2 separate regions of the Mus musculus genome follow, and region 2 is linked to region 1. A link is a contact called in public promoter capture Hi-C data. All regions are on one chromosome and are shown on one strand. Each heading gives the region's core, a stretch centred on a gene start, on an enhancer-like site or on the middle of the called end of the contact. The rest is flanking DNA. Distances are from core to core; before and after follow the strand shown.

Region 1 (2,606 bases), core at 44-2,543:
TAGGATCCATCCTGGGTCCTAGGGGAAGCAGCAGAAAAAGACCTGACGGCTCAGAAGGGAGATCAGGAAAAGGAAATCCGCTGGGATTTCAATAACCAGAAAGACTTCCCTCACACGAGGACCCTAAAGCCACAAGGGTGGCTGTGGAGAGATCTAGATTTCTGGAAGCTGCCTGCACCAGCTCCCATAGCCAGCAGAGGTTAGACAAGGAGCCTTTGTGTCTGCTCAAAGGCCCCAGGAGGCTGCAGAGAGGCTCAGCCACCCAGCTCTGTGTATTCACCCTTCTCACTCTGGACAGGGCTGCAGATCGGACCCTTTCTGGACCCCTCCAGGGGCTGCGAATGGGACTTTAGTCAGCGGATACACAACTAACAAAGTCTACAGCCCTTGGGCAGAGAGCAAACTCCTCACCATAGGAAAAGGCTTGTTCTGAACTTGTCCGTTTATTTGGCCACCCCAAGACTCCCTGGATGGACACGAAAAGTAGGATCATGGAAGGACTGGCTTCATTTCGCAGAAAATGTGTCTTACAGTGCTAAAGGTGGCCTAGAACTTATACTAACAGATGCCTGAGTCAGAAATGGGAGGGGGCAGACACCCTCTCATTCATCCACCCCTTCACAGGACAGCAGTGAGGTGGCTGGTGTGGTCCTTGCCTTTTTGAGCTCAAACTAGGACAGGAATGGGGTTTGTGACTACAGAAAGTCTTCAGAGCAGGCCAGAGAGAAGAATTGAGGCAGTTCAAGATGAGAGATCAAACTAAACCAGGACTTCATGGACCCGTTAGTGACCTGAACGAAGAGCAAAAGCAGACGGAGGTGGTGAAGCCGGCAAAGATTTCTGCTGGTACCAGCAGTCTGAAAGCACATCCATCTGTCCATCCGTAAGTGACGCGGGATGGGGCAGCAGCGGAGGGAAGGCTGAGGGTCAGTATAAAGGTCCATCGGTGGGCAGTGACAGGAGCCAGGCCAGCACAAAGCAAACCTTGTAAAACTTGGGCGTCGCTGAAAATCGGTGAGCTAAGCAGGTGACCTCTGCTCAGCCAGGACGGTCGCCTTCCGCCTCTCCTTGCTCAACAGCCGTGGCGGACACGCTGACCGGCGGCGACACTGACCGACCGCGTCCCCAAGCGGGTGGCAGACTGGAAGCATCTGTTTAGAAGGGTTGGGGGCGGCTCCGGCGTCTGCCCAGAGTCTGCCCCGCCCTCCTGCTCACAGCCAGGCTATGGGGTGCGGAGCGGGGCGGAGTAGGGCGGGGACCGCGGCGCTTCCAGGCACGTGGGACCCTGCGCCACTCGGCATGGGACTCGGGCACCAGGAACAGCGGCGGCAGCCCTTGGAGGGGACCAGCGCAGCGGGGAGGTGAGAGGTGCTTCCTAGAGGGGAGCGGACACCAAGAGAGGTCGCCAAGTGAGGCCTGGGGACGGGAGCGCCGGTCGAGTCAGCGCCAAACAGGGAGAGCCCATTACGTGACTGTCCCGAGGGCTCGGGCTCCCAGCCCTTGTACTGCGCAAAACTGGGCGGTGAGAGCCGGCTGCCGGTGCGCTGATGAACTTTGTTTCCTCTAGAGCGTGATCTCGGTGAGTGTCATCTTGGTGTGTTTACCAGCATACTGGGGGAATCTGTGTGTTAGTGGGCAAATGCGCACACCCTTAGGGTGTGAGTGACTGAACTTAGTCTGTGTGTACCCCTGGGGCGTAAGTCTGTGGGCTAAGAGACCTGGGAATCCTGGAGACTTCTTGCGCTTGGACTCTTAACTCTCCCCAGAGTCAGTCTGGGTAGCTCACTCGGTGTCAGTGAGGTGTCAGTGAGGAACCGGAGGCAGTGGCAGCAGCGGCGGGGTTGTGGGGTTGGGAGTGGGGGGTGCGGTGGGGTGGGAATGTGGGTTGCTAGTGCAATTTCATATAAGGACAGTTAAGACTTTGATCTGTCTGGAAACTTTTAATCGGGCAGGTGGTGCTGTATGAAGGGTCAGGCAGAAGAAAGACAGTGTTCACCTCACTAGGGCTACAGTGTGTGTGTGTGTGTGTGTGTGTGTGTGTGTGTGTGTGTGTGTGTTACTGATCTCCAGGAGCTAGACCCAAGTGTAGATCCTTCTGGGAACTAGCCTTTCCAGTTTGGAGATTTATAGGGCTAGGTGACTGCTGTGCTCAGAATGGCATCCCTAGAGTCCCTGGGTCAGCAGCCTTGTTTTGGATCAAGTTTGGAATAGTGGCTTTTGAAGATCAGGCTGGGGCGGCAGGGAAGTGGCAATTATCTGTGGGTGGGAGTGGGAGGAAGGAGAGTCTCTGAACAGACTCTACACTGCTGCCAGTGTGGGTCCTGCATGAGGGCTGGGGACAAGCCCTGCTGCGGAGGTCTGCCCCTCTCCTTTTCCATGCTTTGGATACTCCAGAGTTTTGAGGACATGGGCAGGTTGGCATACTGGGTAATCCTCAGAAATGGCTGCCCAGATGCAGAGTGAGGTTGTGGCCTTTCCGGGATCCCTTTTGCCCACCTACCCCAGGCACCAGATGAGCATGTGAGGATGTCACCAAGGCCTCATGGGTGACACCAGGAGTTCTTTAATTTCCTGGCTGTAGTCTTTCTTCTTAATGAGAAGTGCTT
Region 2 (2,606 bases), core at 75-2,574, 80 kb after region 1:
GCCACACCTAGAGCTATCCTTTCCCTCTGACTTCTGCAATGGCTATTGTGACTTCTCTAATAACATCTATCCCCAAGGGTGGCCTAAGGATTAAATAAAATACTTAAAATGTTACCCGTACGTCCTAGGCAGTCCATATATTTTCATTCATTTAGGTGTGGAGTCCTACATTTAAAGCCTCTGGGCAAAAAGGGACCTAACAGAGGTGCGAAGTTGACATCCCAGTAACCAGAACAATTTTAGACTTGCTAGACTGCAGCAGGAGCGGGAGGGGAGGTCTAGGGTAGATCATTGTTGCAGCGGGAGAGACACCTTCCTGGTCTGGAGGGTGGAGCACCCACAGGTAGGAGTATAGGTTTGGCGGAGGGAAGTTGAGGGCGTTCCCGTGCAAACACCTTTTGTGCAGGAGGCCAAAGAAAGGGCAGAGTGCTTGCCAAAGGGGGCAGGAAACGCCTGTAAGCAAGTGAAACCTTCCTAACCCTTCTATGGTTGGTTGTGGGAAGATGAAGTTTTATCTCTACGGAGTTTGGAGAAAGCGGAGAATCTTGCCCGCAGAGGGCGCAAGAGCAACGTACCCCGACCGCAGAAAGACGTGGGGAGCGGAGTCTTAGAGATTAGAGGACGCCAGGCCTTAGAGGGCAGGGGGCGTGGCAACTGGAAAAATGGCGGGGGAAGTTGTGTGTAATAGTCCTGAGTGGTGGGACTGCTAAAGCAGCATTGGGTGGGTTAAGGGACAGTCAGCGAGGGACAAACCAGAGGGAGGTGGGAGATAGGTGGAGCGTTTGGGAGAGTGAGGGGCGGGACATGGGCGTGGTGCGGCGGGATTCGCCACTGAAGGATGAGTACGGGGCGTGGTCTGAGCAAGGTGGGGAACCACAAGCGCTCCGGTGGGCCTGCCCCACCTACGTCTCCCTGGGCCCCACCTCTTTTCCGGCCAGGAGAGTTTCTGCGTGTACCTGAGTTTCGGTGTGTACCTGAGTTTTTGGGTCTTGGGTTGCCATGTTGGAGCCCCTGCGGCAGAGGTTCCCGCGTGAAAGCGGGGACTACTTTATGCAGAGCTGTCCACTCTCAGCTCCTGTGGGTATCTGAAGGAGTCCCCAGGGAGGATCAGCCCGCGGCTTTCGCAGCCGACTCCCCTAGAGGGTCGTTTTGGTCTACAAAAGTCCTAGCATCCTGTTTCTCCTTCGGCTCCTCCCCGATTCCCTCCCCCCACAGTGTTCCCAGCCTCGCGCGCTCCCGGAGCCCACCCCCTCTTTTGGGCGCCAGGCCCCGCCCCCCGCCCCCTTTCCTCTGCCTCAAAGTTTATTTGCAACAAAAGGGAGCAGAGAGCTAGCTGCTTAGAGGGAGGGAAAGGGAGCTGGAGCGGGAGCTCGAGGGGAGGCAGGCGGGCCGCCGGGCTTGGCAGGCGGACTTTGAGTGCAGGAACCGAGCCTTAGGCCCCTCACCGGCAGGACCGCGATGTCCCTGGCCTCTCCCGCAGAGGCTAAGGCTGGGCCTGGGGTCGCCGCAGGGGCGAGAGGGGCCGCCCAGGATGGAACTCCTGCCTTTTGTAGCCGCGGAAACTTGATCTTCGACTGATAAACCTCTGCTCACGTCTCCGCACCCTCCTCCACAGCCGCCGCACGCTGCGGGTGCAGGACCCAGGCTCTCGGACCGTGGCCACTGCGCGCCCTCGGAGTGGGAGTGCAGGGGGGGTTGGCCGCGGCGTCCCGAGGCCAGCCCCCCCGGAGTGACTAGCACCAACCATGGCGGACGGGTCACCTCGACCCCCACTTTATCGCAGCGTCTCGTTTAAACTGCTGGAGCGCTGGAGCGGCGGACCGGGGCCGAGGGAGGAGGACGCGGACACCCCTGGGTTGCGGCGCCGAGCTTCGTGCCGGCCAGCCGCGGCAGTCCCGGGCCAGCCCTCCCGGCGCGTGTCCAAGCTGGCGTCGGGGCCCCCGGCCGCCCCCGCGCAGCCGCGCCCGCTCCGCAGCCTCTCGCCATCGGTGCGCCAGCTCTCCCGGCGCTTCGACGCGGCGGGTCTGGACGACGACTCCACTGGTACCCGGGACGGGGGCTGCTCCTCCGGCACCACAGAAGAAGCTGCGGAAGGCTCTGAACGTGGGGCCTGGCCCAGCGTCACAGAGATGCGCAAACTCTTCGGCGGTCCGAGCTCCAGACGACCCAGTATGGACTCTGAGGCCCTGGGGTCGACCAGCCCCGACAGAGTTTCGTGGGAGCCCCCAACTCGCGATCCCCGGCAACCTCCGACGCCACCTCCTCGAACGTGCTTTCCTCTGGCTGGCCTGCGTTCTGCGCGGCCGCTGTCCGGGCCCGGGATCGAGGGGAGGCGACGTCGGCAGCACCAGCAACAGGAGCGGGCGCAGCGTCCGGCGGATGGTTTACATTCTTGGCATAGCTTCTCCCAACCGCAGGCCGGGGCCCGGGCCTCCTCCTCCTCCTCCATTGCCTCCTCCTATCCTGTCAGCCGCAGCCGGGCTGCTAGTTCCAGCGAGGAGGAAGAGGAGGGACCGCAGTCGCAGCTTGGGCCTCAGAGTCCGGCCTACCTCGGCGGCCACTCTTCGGGCAGTGACGAGGACCCAAATGGTGAGGATGGCCGTCGC

Evidence for each region. Capture Hi-C pulls out chosen DNA fragments and counts their contacts.
Region 2: a promoter capture Hi-C map of pancreatic islet shows a contact between it and region 1. The contact joins the promoter of Arhgef17 here to the promoter of P2ry2 in region 1. A contact is called at or near these places in 4 of 39 promoter capture datasets (the HPC-7 cell line, embryonic stem cells, liver and 1 more), 1 of 484 Hi-C or Micro-C datasets (cerebral cortex), 11 of 115 datasets of contacts at active chromatin or transcription factors (the HPC-7 cell line, bone marrow-derived macrophages, embryonic forebrain and 6 more) and 4 of 9 other capture datasets (adipose tissue, liver, macrophages and 1 more).

The regions. Positions count from the first base shown.
Region 1 is chr7:101,010,685-101,013,290 of GRCm38.p6, reverse strand. P2ry2 (purinergic receptor P2Y, G-protein coupled 2) reads left to right here and starts at 1,293. Exons shown (of 3, transcript NM_008773.4): 1 at 1,293-1,579.
Region 2 is chr7:100,930,879-100,933,484 of GRCm38.p6, reverse strand. It overlaps Arhgef17 (Rho guanine nucleotide exchange factor (GEF) 17), which reads left to right and starts at 1,324. Exons shown (of 21, transcript NM_001081116.1): 1 at 1,324-2,606. The coding sequence starts at 1,746.